Linked DNA regions of Sus scrofa: region 1 is linked to region 2. A link is a contact called in public Hi-C data. All regions are on one chromosome and are shown on one strand. The core of a region is the stretch at or near the end of the contact, and the rest is flanking DNA. Distances in the headings are between cores, read along the strand shown. Region 1 overlaps PIP4K2A (phosphatidylinositol-5-phosphate 4-kinase type 2 alpha). Region 2 overlaps PIP4K2A (phosphatidylinositol-5-phosphate 4-kinase type 2 alpha).

Evidence for each region. Hi-C and Micro-C count contacts between places; a contact is called where the count stands out from the background.
Region 1: a contact with region 2 is called in a Hi-C map of liver, with 1.6 times the contacts expected there. The contact joins two enhancer-like sites. A contact is called at or near these places in 4 of 47 Hi-C or Micro-C datasets (embryonic fibroblasts, liver and skeletal muscle).

What each region holds. Positions count from the first base shown.
Region 1 is chr10:52,372,817-52,379,262 of Sscrofa11.1, reverse strand. PIP4K2A (phosphatidylinositol-5-phosphate 4-kinase type 2 alpha) reads right to left here. Exons shown (of 10, transcript NM_001195781.1): 6 at 5,386-5,424. Among named protein-coding and RNA genes, the nearest start is that of PIP4K2A, 150 kb to the right of the region's middle. Within about 2 kb of position 4,867, at least 2 of the 83 cell types and tissues checked have an H3K27ac peak or open chromatin away from gene starts, as enhancers often do. A contact at or near this core is called in liver, where this site is marked.
Region 2 is chr10:52,292,156-52,298,344 of Sscrofa11.1, reverse strand. The region is part of intron 1 of PIP4K2A (phosphatidylinositol-5-phosphate 4-kinase type 2 alpha); the gene reads right to left. Among named protein-coding and RNA genes, the nearest start is that of PIP4K2A, 71 kb to the right of the region's middle. Within about 2 kb of position 1,639, at least 16 of the 83 cell types and tissues checked have an H3K27ac peak or open chromatin away from gene starts, as enhancers often do. A contact at or near this core is called in liver, where this site is marked.

The sequences.
Region 1 (6,446 bases), core at 3,618-6,117, 78 kb before region 2:
GTAGGTATTAATGACAACTGGTTACAACTGAAAGATCACAGAAGAAATGCTGAAACTGGTTTAGGAAAGCATTTTTGGATGTGAGACTATTAACGATGAATTTTCTTGAACCTTCAGTCAATAATAGGTAAAATGTCAGATGGTGACGGTCGCTTAATTGCTACTGCAATTCACAAGTCCTAAGAATTGACCAGGAGGCTTTTTGTAGCCCATTATCAAAGTGTCAACACTGATTATTGCCAATATAGTTAAACAAATGCCAATTGCAGGGCAGCTGTTTTCTTTCAAATGGGTTCCAGGGAGAAGGTTATATGTTAAAAGGAATCTTCTTGTTGTGACCCTGTGACTCCATTACACAGGCTTTACTTTACCTAATAAAACCAGACATGGGTTTTGAGAAGAACTGTGCAGAATGAGGAACAAAATCTGTGTAAATCCCCAGGACTCCCTCTCTCAAGATATGGGCTTTTTTTTTTTTTTTTTTTTTTTTTTTAAGAGTCAGGTCAAATCCCCCAGAAATCAAGTGAGTCCAGTTATGTTTTCTTTTACTTGCCTGGATTCCCTGCTGAGTCGCTTGCTTGCTGGCAGCATGCTAAGACTGTCATTTGTAAAAAGTGGTCCGCTCAGCTATAATTACTAATTTGATGTCACACTGGAATTGCAGCGCAGCTGTGAAAAGATGGACCACCAGGGAGATTCGCATTTCTGTCTCATTTAGAGGGGGCTGAACTGCTGGAGCCATGAATGGAAGATGCCCTTCCATTAATAAAGGAAAGAATTAAAGAATAAAACAAGTCATAGCAGCTGTCAGAATTTGACAACGGTTTAAAAAAAAGCACTGTTCTGCTTTTTAAAAAAAATTCAAGACATCTGTACATGCGTGTTCTGATACTTGTTGCCACGAAAGCGATTCCTTTATTGTAAGAATATAACTTCTTTATTTTCTTCAGTTCCATCTTCATTATTATGCTAATGCAAATCGCACTAATTACGTGTCAAGCTCAAACTGAAAAGATGGGATTTGTCTGCGCCTATATCATGAAATATGTGAAATGACAGTTTTAAAACTTGTCATCAACAAGTGAAAAGTGTGGGAAATTGAAACAGCTATAATGACGCACATGAAAGAAAAACGAAGAATTACTAATTAAGCCACGTCAAGGGAGATACTCTATGAAAAATTGTTCAGTGCAATTTTATAACCATGGTGTAGAGAATATGGTTATACAGTGATGGCAACGAAAATATTCTGGCAAACCATTTGGTTTCATTTAGAAAAGGCAAAAATGCAGAAAATATTTTCAGCCTTCTCCAAGGGTTTTGTAACCAGAGGGAACAGTGATTGTTTTGATAACATTTATGGTTGTATTTGTGAAGACAAAGAAGATGATGCTTTTTGGCAGAGTCAAAAATAATAACTGATTGTGGAGAGAAAACCTGAAGTCTGACAGAAAAAGGAAAGCAAAGACTTTTTTTTTTTTTTTTTAAGAATTTAAAAACCGGGGGTTTTAAGAGTTCCGCTCCATTAATACATTTCATTTATTTTTATGTACTACAGTTTAGTAACTGTTGCCTTGGTTGTTGCTAGATGACAAACAAACTAGAACAGAGACACGACGTCCTGTTGTCATCAAGGCAGGCACTGTCCCCGTGGGTCACCAGCTCTAATTACGTGTACATCCCACATCTCTAAGCTCCCCGACCTCCTGCCTGCCCCGGTGAGCACCTGTCACCTTAGAAAGGCAGGCGGATGACCTCCTGGAAGAAAAGCTATCAGGAAGTCCAAGCCCAGAAATAAAAAGCACTCAATTCTTCCTCGGGCTCTTGTGTAGACACTTTGAATGGTTTACACTACAGTAAGCTACAGTGACACAGACTGTATTTACAGAAATACCTAAACGCCTCAAATGGAGGAGATACGAATTGGCTGGTGTGCCAACGTAGAATGAGGCCAGTTTATTTCGCCACTTTTTAACTTTTAAATCCAGACTCCATGAACTTGCCTTAGTACCCTGTGTAACCCCCAAACAATGTTTTTGTCAGTGAAACACTGTAGTGAAATGCTTCCTCATTCAACTTCATGATTCATGGGGTTAATATGATTTTTTGACAAAAAGTCTTTTTAAAAAAAAAAGGCAGTACCATACAGTGAAGAGAAGTGTGAGCTCTGGGCTGGAACCCCTGGCTGTGTCGCGTCATGACTGTGGGACAAGGTCTGAGAACTTGGTTCACACAAAGGAAGTGATACCAGCACCCACATCAAGGGGCTGGTCAGGGCAGTTGGCACGGGCCCGGCTCGGGTCGGGCATGGCCACCTTTCCAAGTCCCGGGACACTGAGACAAACACCACCACCTCCCAGGTAGTATTTCGCCTCTGCCCCCAGGTGCGATGCAGCGTGGGAACTGAGGCTTCTGGGTCTTGAATCTGCCACACGCGAGGAAGGGCAATCGGACCCTGACCCCAAAGGGGCTCCCATCCGGTTTCTCTGCGCCCCCCTCTGAGGGAGAGGATTTGAGGAACAATCTGCACACATTCAGCGTATGATAGAAGCAGCCTCAGAAAAGTGGCTTTCTGCTAAAGTCTCATTTTCATGTCTTTTCACAGAAACCTGCCCCAGTAAAGGGCTAAATGTCTCTGGTGGGGGGCGGGGTGGAACCGTGGTGAATGCCAGCAGCTCCTGGAAAGCACGAGGGCCCAGAGGCAGCAAGAGGAGGGACAGGTTGCTAACCGACTGCTCTGCTCCTGATGAAGAGACGGCACAGCCACGTCAGCTACCGTGGTCTCCTTCATTTGTGTCCTTGCTCAGGATGCGGCGTGCCACCGCGCTCACCCCACTGGCTGCAACTGTCTGTCTGGGCACTGGTTCCCGCCAGAGCAGAGCAAGCCCCTGGGGGTGGGACCTGAAGAAATGGAAATGAAGGGGTGGGGGGAGCTGCTGTAGTCACGAGAGACTTGGGCACAAAGTAAAAATGGAGTGACCATGCCCAGCGGTGGCTGGCATCGTGTCCACGCTCTTGGGCTGGGGCTGGCTGCTTCTGACGCTAGTCTGTTTCTTTTAACAGCCCAGGAGAAAATCCCGCTGCTACTCAGCCTCTGAGTTTCTCATGGACTAAAACTTAAGACACTTGCTTGAGTCTCTGGCACCTGGAAGAAATGTTTACATAGCAACGTGGAAGTCGACAGCTTATCGTCTTCTGCTGCTTTTGGTCAAAGCTGGTGCCTTCGAGGTGATTTACAGGGGGGTTGGCCGTGTGAAAATTTGCTCCCCGGGGCACAGTCCAAAACTCAAACTGTGAGAGAAGGAGCCACCCTCCCCTCTTCTGTGCCTCACTTCTTAACCTGCTGCCACCTGGGTTTCTGCTCTCCTCACCATCACTGACGAGGTGGTGGGGGACGGCCCTGCTGATAGAGCCAATGGGTAATTCTCAGTCCTCATCCCACCTGCCCGCACAGGCGCCCGGGACCTGGGAAAGTGCTCTTCCTCCAGTCCCTGGGATGCCTCTGGAGTGCAAGTTTCACGAAGTGGGGCGCTGGACACAGAGGCATTTCTCATCCTGCTTGGCAGCATGCTTGCTCATACTAGACGCTCAGTAAGTATGTGAACAAATGACCCAGGCTTTCCTCCTCACCGCCTGTCTGGCTGGTCTTTTGCAGGCTCTTCCTTTACCCAACCCCTTAAATGATGACCTTCTGGGGGCGCCAGACGTGCTTCTCTTCTCCCCAAAACTCGTCCTGGGTGACCTCATCTAGGCATCCCTGTCTTTACTGCTCATCCTCTCTGGAGGTTTCCTAAGCCCTTTTTTTCCCAGTGGAAGCCCTCTCGGCAGCCTCTCGTGGCACCTCTGTTCTCTTGCCATGCTGACGTTTCTACTACTGCGCCTGCTTTCCTCCCTTTTTCAGTGAGTGGGATCAACACCTGCCCACTGTCCAAGCCAGAAACTTGGGGGTCATCCTGAACCCCACCCTCCCTCCACACACACACACGCACACATACCCTGGTACCACTCACCTCCCAGACACACACACAGACACACACACACACACACACACACACACACCCTGGTACCACTCACCTCCCAGACACACACAGACACACACACACACACACAGACACACACACACACAGACACACACACACACACACAGACACACACACAGACACACACACAGACAGACACACACACACACACCCTGGTACCACTCACCTCCCAGATTAGCTCCAAGTTCTGTGGCTTCTTCCTAAATCTCTGCTGTACCCCCTTCCAGCACCCCAGGGCAGGCCACCATCCAGGTCATTTCCACAGCCTCTCCAGCTGGTCCTGCTCACCTCTGTGGCCTCCCCTCCCTCCAACGAAAGCGCCAAGCGCTCCCTCTCTTGTACGCTCTGCTCTTTCCTGCCTCTTTCTCTAGCTCACCCCTGCTTGTCCTTCAGGCTTCCAACCACCACCTCTTCCAGGAAGACCACCCAGCCAGACTTTAGGTGCCCTTGCTCCATGCTCCCTAGCCATGCACTTATCACGTGGTACTGTCACTTCCAGTTTAACGTCCACAGTGCTTTGCTGGACCTGTCTGTGCGATTCATTATTTTAACCCCTGAAGATAAGACAGCGACCATAAAGACATTCACAACCTTCTGGGTGCATTAAGTAAGAGGGGATTTCCAAATCTATAAAACTGAATGATAGCATCCTAAACATTTAATTTAAAAACAAACACCCATGAGCTCAGCTTTCAAATGGTTTGGTCAAGAAATGGCACTTCAGCGTGAGGAGGAGGAGCTGGGCGCGAGCGGCACCTTCCATGTAAGCAGCTGCTGATTTGGTTTACGTACAGAAAGCTCTTTCCACATTCTTAAACTGCTTCCAGTTGAATCTGTCTAAACTTGCATAATCGACAGAATGTTGTTCAAATATTACCTCATATCCAATGACTCAGGAAAAGGTAAGTTTCCTCGTCCCTAAGTCTTTGCACAAAAAATACTCTAATCGGATCTTAACACGTTCCGGTTGGAAAGGAGTTTGAGGGTGAGGCAAGCCAACGTTTTACAGGTGAATTTGAAGCCCAACACCATCATTTTACAGGTGAGAGAACTGGGGCCCAGAGGTAAAGACACAGACTCAAGGTCACACCTGGCCTGCTGGCCATAAAGTGGGGTTAGGACCTGGGTGCTGAGGGACCTGCCAAGTTTGGATCGTGTTGACCTTGGAGGCGGCAGGATTTCAAGATCACATTGATGAGCAATGTTTCACCCACAAACACCACCGGCCTTGCTCGGCAGGGCAGCTCACGCGAGGAGGGACTGGGGCAGAGGGAGGCGGCAGGCGTCACAGCGGGAGGGCGAGAAAGAAGGATGCAGAGCACGGGGGAGGGAGACAGGCACTTACCTTTTCTTTGTCACTAGCTTCCCTGGCCACTGTGGAACCCTGGAACAGAAAGAATGAATGAAAATATGCACACGCGTGGCATCGGTTTCGTGCTGCAACACACACACGGTCCAGGCAGAGCGTGGAAATACACGAGCACCAGCTCGTTTTGGAGCCTCATCCGAGGTCAGCACTGCACCCCTTGCAGGTCTTTCTGCCTCCCGGCCCCAACCCCTTCCCTGTCACGTCACCTGTGCTGTCCTTGCCCTGGTTCTCATCCTGCTGGAAATCAGAAAACCCGACAGTCCTAGATGATGCCTGTGCAAACGCTGGGTCCAAACCCTGCTCTCCTCACATCGGAGGGTCTTCAAAGTGAGGTGGGCCACCAGCCGGCCGCAGAGACCAAGGCCTCTTTCCCGCCCGCATCTTCTAGAGGGGGGCAGGCTAAGCCCCTGCCTTTGTCCCCTGGTTTAGGGTCACAGATGAACGTGCTCTCCTTACGTTCTGTGGGGTGAGCCCAGCGGGTGCTGTCTGGCCCCGTCTGCTTTGGAGGCCCCTCCAGACACACACATGCATCCCTTTTGTGAAAAATCCAGGCTGAGTGTAAAGTGGAAGAAAACACAGTTCTTGGGCTCAGGAATTTGTACTCCACCGAGCTGGTTTTCAAAAGGATGCTCTCAGTTCTGAGGTGGGGGTGGGGTGGGGAGGAGGGCCCTGGGGTAGAGTTTAAGAACAGAAACTGCCCTTTGTTTGTGGAAGATCTTAATGCAAAAAAAAAAAAACAAAAAAAAAAACAAAAAAAAAAGGGAAGATCCTAATGCAAAAAAAAAAAAAAAGACTGGGAAACCACTGGGCAGTGATTTCCTAACTTTAATACAACTGTGAATACTCTGTGCTCCCTGGTGCCCACGCAGTGTCTTCCCAGCGGAATAATCGCCTGGGGGAGCTCACAGCCCAGTTTGCATCTCTCCTTCCCCTCAGGCACTGGGCGTCCACACTGCCCTGAGGTGAGCAGAGGGATCTGGTCACCTGACCACCTTTTAAAGACACATTTATGGGCCCAGAATACGTGCATATAGCCT
Region 2 (6,189 bases), core at 390-2,889:
CCTCCTTTCCCAGGTCAGACATGGGACCTTCACGCTAGCCTCTCCCCACTATCAAATGATGAGGTATAAAGAATGGAGACCATTGGAAGTTCCCCATGGTCAGGGGTAATGAACCCAACTAGTACCCATGAGGTTGTAGGTTCAACCCCTGTCCTCGCTCAGTGGGTTAAGGATCCAATGTTTCCATGAGCTGGTCACAGACGTGGCTCAGATCTCACGTTGCTGTGGCTGTGGTGTAGGCTGGCAGCTGCAGCTGTGATTCAACCCCTAGCCTGGGAACTTCCATATGCCGAGTGTGCAGCTCCCCCTCCCACCTTCCACCCCCAAAATAGAGAATGGAGGCCGTCAGTGTCCTCCACAATCGAGGCTGGAGGAGGCCAACACAGAAGATCAAACAGTAGGGTCCTAGCAGCGTCAGTGGCCCTAGTTCCTGCCTTGTACCTAGTATCCTGAAGACAAAGCCCTCTTTCTGCTCGGCTAGAATTGGGTATAATATTTAGTAATATAATTAACCCCAGTAAAACACTTTTAATTTCATGATCAACTCCCTAGGAAACTGATAACCCCGGCACAGTGCACTGCAGATCAACAAACAGGGCTACACCCGAAAGCCAACTTTCCATGGACACAGTGAAGAAGCAACGTCTCTGTTTTCTGCAGCCTCTAAGGGCGGGAAAGACCCACCTCTGGGGTCATGATGTGCCTCCCAGTGAAGACAGTGCCCATCCCCACTTGCAGCTGGAGAAAAAGCCAAAAGAAAAGGAAGAAGAGGGAAGGTTAGGTTTCCTGGGATTTCTGACTCTTATTACTTAAAAAAAAAATAATCCAGACAGCCTGACACTGTGCTTTCATTCCTCCATCTCATACAAAAGAACTTGCATTTTGCTTCTAGGTACTTTGTGCTCATCTATTAGGTGGGGGTTTTAAACACACACATTTTTCTTACAAACAGCCTTGGGCTCTGAGACGCAGGAAGCAGATCCGTTTGGATGGCAAACTATCAAGACCACCCTTACTTCTGCTGAGAATAATTGTTGGGGATGCCATCTGTTTATCAGAGCAAAACCTGCAGTCTCTGTGCGGGGTTTCTAACTCCGAGGGACACGTTTTCCTCCTCTTTTGAACCAGAGCACAAGGGGGGTGGAGCCGAGGGCATCTCCCAGGAGGCATCTGCAAGAGGCTGCTCTTTAACCCCCACCTGCAGAGTCAGAGCTGACCCGAAGCATTAAACCCGCGCTCGGAAGAACGGTGACGATTATCTACCCAGATCATTCTCCAGATGAACCGGCTGATATATTCTTTTCTTTAATTACTGCCTTCCTTGTAGGTAGACTGAGTCTCCTCACAAAAAAGAATCCGCCGTGGGGTGGGGGCGGACCGCACCAGGATCAAAGGTGACTAGGCTATCAGCTTGGCGGGCCCAGAGATGTTTTCTCTCCCTTAAGTAAATAAACAACCTTGTTGACTCTGAAGTTTCTTTTTTTTTCAAACCGGGATGGAAAGCCACTTTCTCAAAGAGGCTCTTTGGTAGCAGGAGATGAAAAAGGACAAGACTTCCTAACTTCTATCCTCCAGACTCTTGCTGAGCTCCAGGCGGCGTGTTAAGAGCATGCCTGTGTGTCTGCCCTTGGGAAACACTCACAGGGAGGGAGAGTCATAGTCTAAGTCTTTCTAGATAATTTGGTGACTAAATACCGTGAGTGTGTGTGTGTCTGTTTTCCTGCTTTGTCATAAAGTAGATGCGTCATTATTTTGTGAAAGGGTTTGCGATGAAGAGGCAGGGACAGATAAGCATGTGAAAGGAGCAATGGGATCAACACAGACGCCAGCAGTTTGATGGTTGAGGGATCCTAAACCCCATCCAAGACCCATCTGATCTATGCAACGTGAAAGATAATAACACAGGGGTTAAAAAATGACAAGAATTCAGTGTCTTCAACTACAAGGGAAAAAAAAAAACCATTGACTGGTGGGACGGTTGACAGGGAATGTTTCTTCCCACAACCAGCCCTCGCATCTGTGTCTAAGTAACAAGGGAACGGCCCCCAAAGGTCACAGAGGAGGGGGTTGTGGAGACTAAGCAGTGGGTCCATTGGGGAAGCAGGGAGACCGAAGCCACAGTAAATAACCCAATGAAAACATGCTACTGACAATGAGTATATGCAAAGTGACCCTCTGGGATTGCAGGCAATAAAATCTCCAGTGAGGAGCAGGAGACTTGAGCCCTAGCCCTGGAAGCAGAGGGCTGAGAACAACAAAACGAAAACAATGTGTGAAAGGAATTAGGTTCCAAGAAAAGCATTTAGAAGACAAAAATAAAATATCAAGGAGAACATCTCAGCCATATTTCACTCCTGGTGAACCAGGCTTATCTAAAAACTCCCCCCAGTCCTTCAAATTCGATCTCTTTCCCCTCTAAGCCAGCCTGGGATATTCCATTCTAACTGATCTTCCTTCCAGGCACTGAGCCTCTGCAGGCTCTGTTCCAGGCCATCATTCGGTGTGTTCATACATATAGTTTTCCTGCACTGTTTCTGCAAAGGTTGCACCTCAAACTATACGAAGAAGAAAAAAGAAAAAAGAAAAAAAAAAAAAAAAAAAAGGACCAAATAATGAGTGATACTATGTATACAAAATTCAGACAAAAAAAAAAAAAAAAAAACAGAACTTACCACTCATTGAAATAAAGAGACAAATCTGCATAATGCAGTCATTCTCTGAATATTCTGTTACCCAACATTAACTGGTTCTTACTGTATCAAAGAAGCAGAAAAGCAGTCAAGGAAATTTCTTCCAGAGAACAGCTTCTTTCCATTATTCCTCTTGTTCAGATTTTAATGAATATCTTTGAAAATCTCTAACCACTTGTTCCAGACAATGACCTCTCTGCCTCTTCTAAAGATTTTCCTCAGACTGAAAAACACTTAATAATTGGAGTTTGACCCTTTCCTGTCATTTCATGCACCTCTCTGATTTTATGGGAGGGGAGCCTGAAACACTAACTTTTTTTTTTTTTAAATGCAGTTTATCTCCAGGAAGAACAGAAAGCGGATTAACCACAATCAAACATTAACAAAACAAACAAACCCCCAAACCTTGCTCTTTGTGGTCTGGAAACAGGCGGGTTTTCTCCCCAGGCTTCAAGGCAACAAATATAATTGAATGCAACTATTTAAAACATACTCCAAGTATTTTGTTGCTCTAACTAGCAAGAAGTGCCTTTGCCAGACCACAAGGTCTTTGAGAGATCAATTTGGCCAATAAATGCTGGGGATAAACATTCCTGAAATAAGAAAGCAGAGAGATGTTTCTGATCATGAGAACGTGGCCCAGAGACATTTGCTTGGGATAAATAAGCACCCTCTTGTAGCAATACCTTACCATCAAGAGCTAATCATGTAACTTCCCTCAAAGATCTCATTTTTACAAGTCAGAAAGCCCTGATATTAAAACAAACAAACAAACAAACAAACCAAAAAAACTAACACAGGCACTGGGTTATTTTTCATTCATAGTGCTAATTGGGGTTTGGCAATATGTCATTCAATTTTTCAGAAAAATTTTCCAGAAATTCTTGCAAATGTGAGACGGAGCATGCATGCATTTGTTTAATGGATTCTCTAGAAGGCTTTGCCAAATTCGAAACATTCCATCATGCATTTATTCACCAATTATCAAGCAACTTCTGAATAATTTAACATTTTCCCGTATTCCACTGACTATCAGACGACTGTGCTGTCTCTAAGCATTTTTTTTCGCCTTTGACTCTAATTTTTCAAGTCAAAGAAAGTTCCTTTGTTAGGTTCGTATTTTGAAAATATTAACTTGGCCATCGAAGGATTCATGTTCCCCATAAAAAGGGGCAGCGTGACAATGCTGAATGTGAGACAAGATTCTGACCCAAAATACATGTCAAATTGCCACTTCTTTTCTACACAAATACCATGTTGCTTCTGGTACCAAGTGTAGCTCTGGGGTCCGTGGCTACTCAAGGGAACAAGGGATTGACTCCGCAGGAGGGACAAAAGCTGACCCCTTGGTGCCTCCTGCAGAGCAGCAGGGAGGGCTGGCCCTGGACAATATGCTTACGTAGATTTATTCTTCAGGAAACTGCCACCAGCCACTTCTTTCCTATGTTTCCCTTACGGTCACTGGTCATTCCTAACACCCTTCTCTCCCATCTGGTCACAAAAGGTCCCCTGTGTTAGCTGCAGGAAACTGACAGGACACCCCCAGTCTCAGTTTCCCATCCCTTGGGGACTTCTCAGGTAACAGATGCCAACCTACTAATCCATGGGAGGAATTTATTAGTGGCTGTGTTTGGCTGTCAGGTCAGTTACTCTTTTGATAGCCTCAGTTTTCTCAGCTACAAAACGGAAACAGGCTCTGCTCCACATACTTCACTGAGAAACATCAGGGTCCACTAAAACAGTGCTCCACCAATGTGAGGCCATATCAGACCCGGATTCTGTGAATAATCTGGATTTCTGGTCTCAAAAGTAGTCTCTCATTCACGTTTCACTCACGGTATGCCATGACAGTTAACGTCACAAATGCATTCATTATTTTAAATGAACTTTTCTAGGCACGGTTTAGCTGCTAGCAGAACTACAGTTTTTAGAAATGGTCTATTTTCAAATATATATTCCCCCGCTATTTAGAATGGATAAAGCAATGAGGTCCTACTGTATAGCACAGTTAACTACATCCAGTCTCTTGGGATAAAACACGATGGAAGAAAATATAAGAAAGAGAATATATATATAAAGGGACCCAGTCATACCTATGTATGTATGAGTATATGTATAAATGTATGACCAGGTCACTTTGCTGTGCAGCAGAAATTGGCACAATATTGTAAATTAACTATAATTTTTAAAAAGCTAAAAAGAAGATATTCCCCACTAAACTTTTATTTATTTATTTATTTATTTTTGGGTTTTGGGCTGAATCTGTGGCATATCTAAGTTCCCAGGCCAGGGGTCTAATCAGAGCTTGCAGCTGATGGCCTATGCCACAGCCACACCAATGCCAGATCAGAGCCCTGTCTGTGACCTACACTGCAGCTCACAGCAATGCCAGATCCTTAACTCACTGAGAGGGGCCAGGGGTCGAACCTGCATCCTCATAGATACTAGCCAGATTCGTTACTGCTGAGCCACAGTGGGAACTCCTCCAAAGGCTTTTCTGTCAGCTCCACGGAGACGCTCAAGAGCACTCATGCCCCAGTTCATGATGCCAGAACCCGGGCAGCTTTCTTTTCTTTTCTTTTTAGGCCACACCATGGCACAAGAAGTTCCAAGGTGGTGTAGCCTAACACTACAGCTGTGGCAATGCCAGATCCTTAACCTTCTGTGCTTGGCCTGGGATCAAACCTGGGGCGACAGAGAGACAAGCCAGTCACTAACCCACTGCACCACAGCGGGAACTCCAGGCTGCTTTATACTCAACATTTCTTTCACTCTTATTCCCAACACTCAGACACTCTCCGAGTCCTCTGAGCTCCTAAAGAGCATTTATACCTCTCCATCTCCACGGCCGCCACCCCAAACTCAACCCCACCCCACCCCCGCCCCCGGCCTGTCTACCACACCAGCCTCCCAACTGGTCTCTGCTGGGATCATTTAAAACCACTCATCTGCGATCGCTCTCAGACTCAAAAGATGACTCCCTGTTGCTTTTAGGCAACAATCTTTCTTGGGACCTCAAAGCCTTGCCTGATAGGACCCTACGCAACTCTGTAGCCCTGTCACCTTTCACACCCCACCTGGCCTTCTCTCCTCCTTCCACTGAGCCCCAGGCGTCACTTCCTCTGCCCAGAATTCTCTTACTCACCCCACTTCCTGCTTCACCTGGCAAACTCACCTCCACCTTTAAGGCTTAAAGGCACCTTCCTTGACCCGAACCCCACCCCCATCTCCAGTCCAGATTAAGCCCCACTATTATTAAGTTACTTACAAGCATCCTGTGCAGGCCCTTTTCGGCCTCCTTGTGACTGTCACCACGGCTGTCTGTGTGGTGTGTTTAGTGTCTGTCTCCCCAGGAGAGCAGACCAGGACTCTAAGTTCAGTGCCACCCTGGAGCTGGCTCAGGTTCAAGCTCCTCGGAGCAGCCGCACTCACCACCATTCGCGCTTCCTCCTTGCCTGCCTTCCTGCACGGCCGAGCCTGGGGCTACAAAAGCATGTTG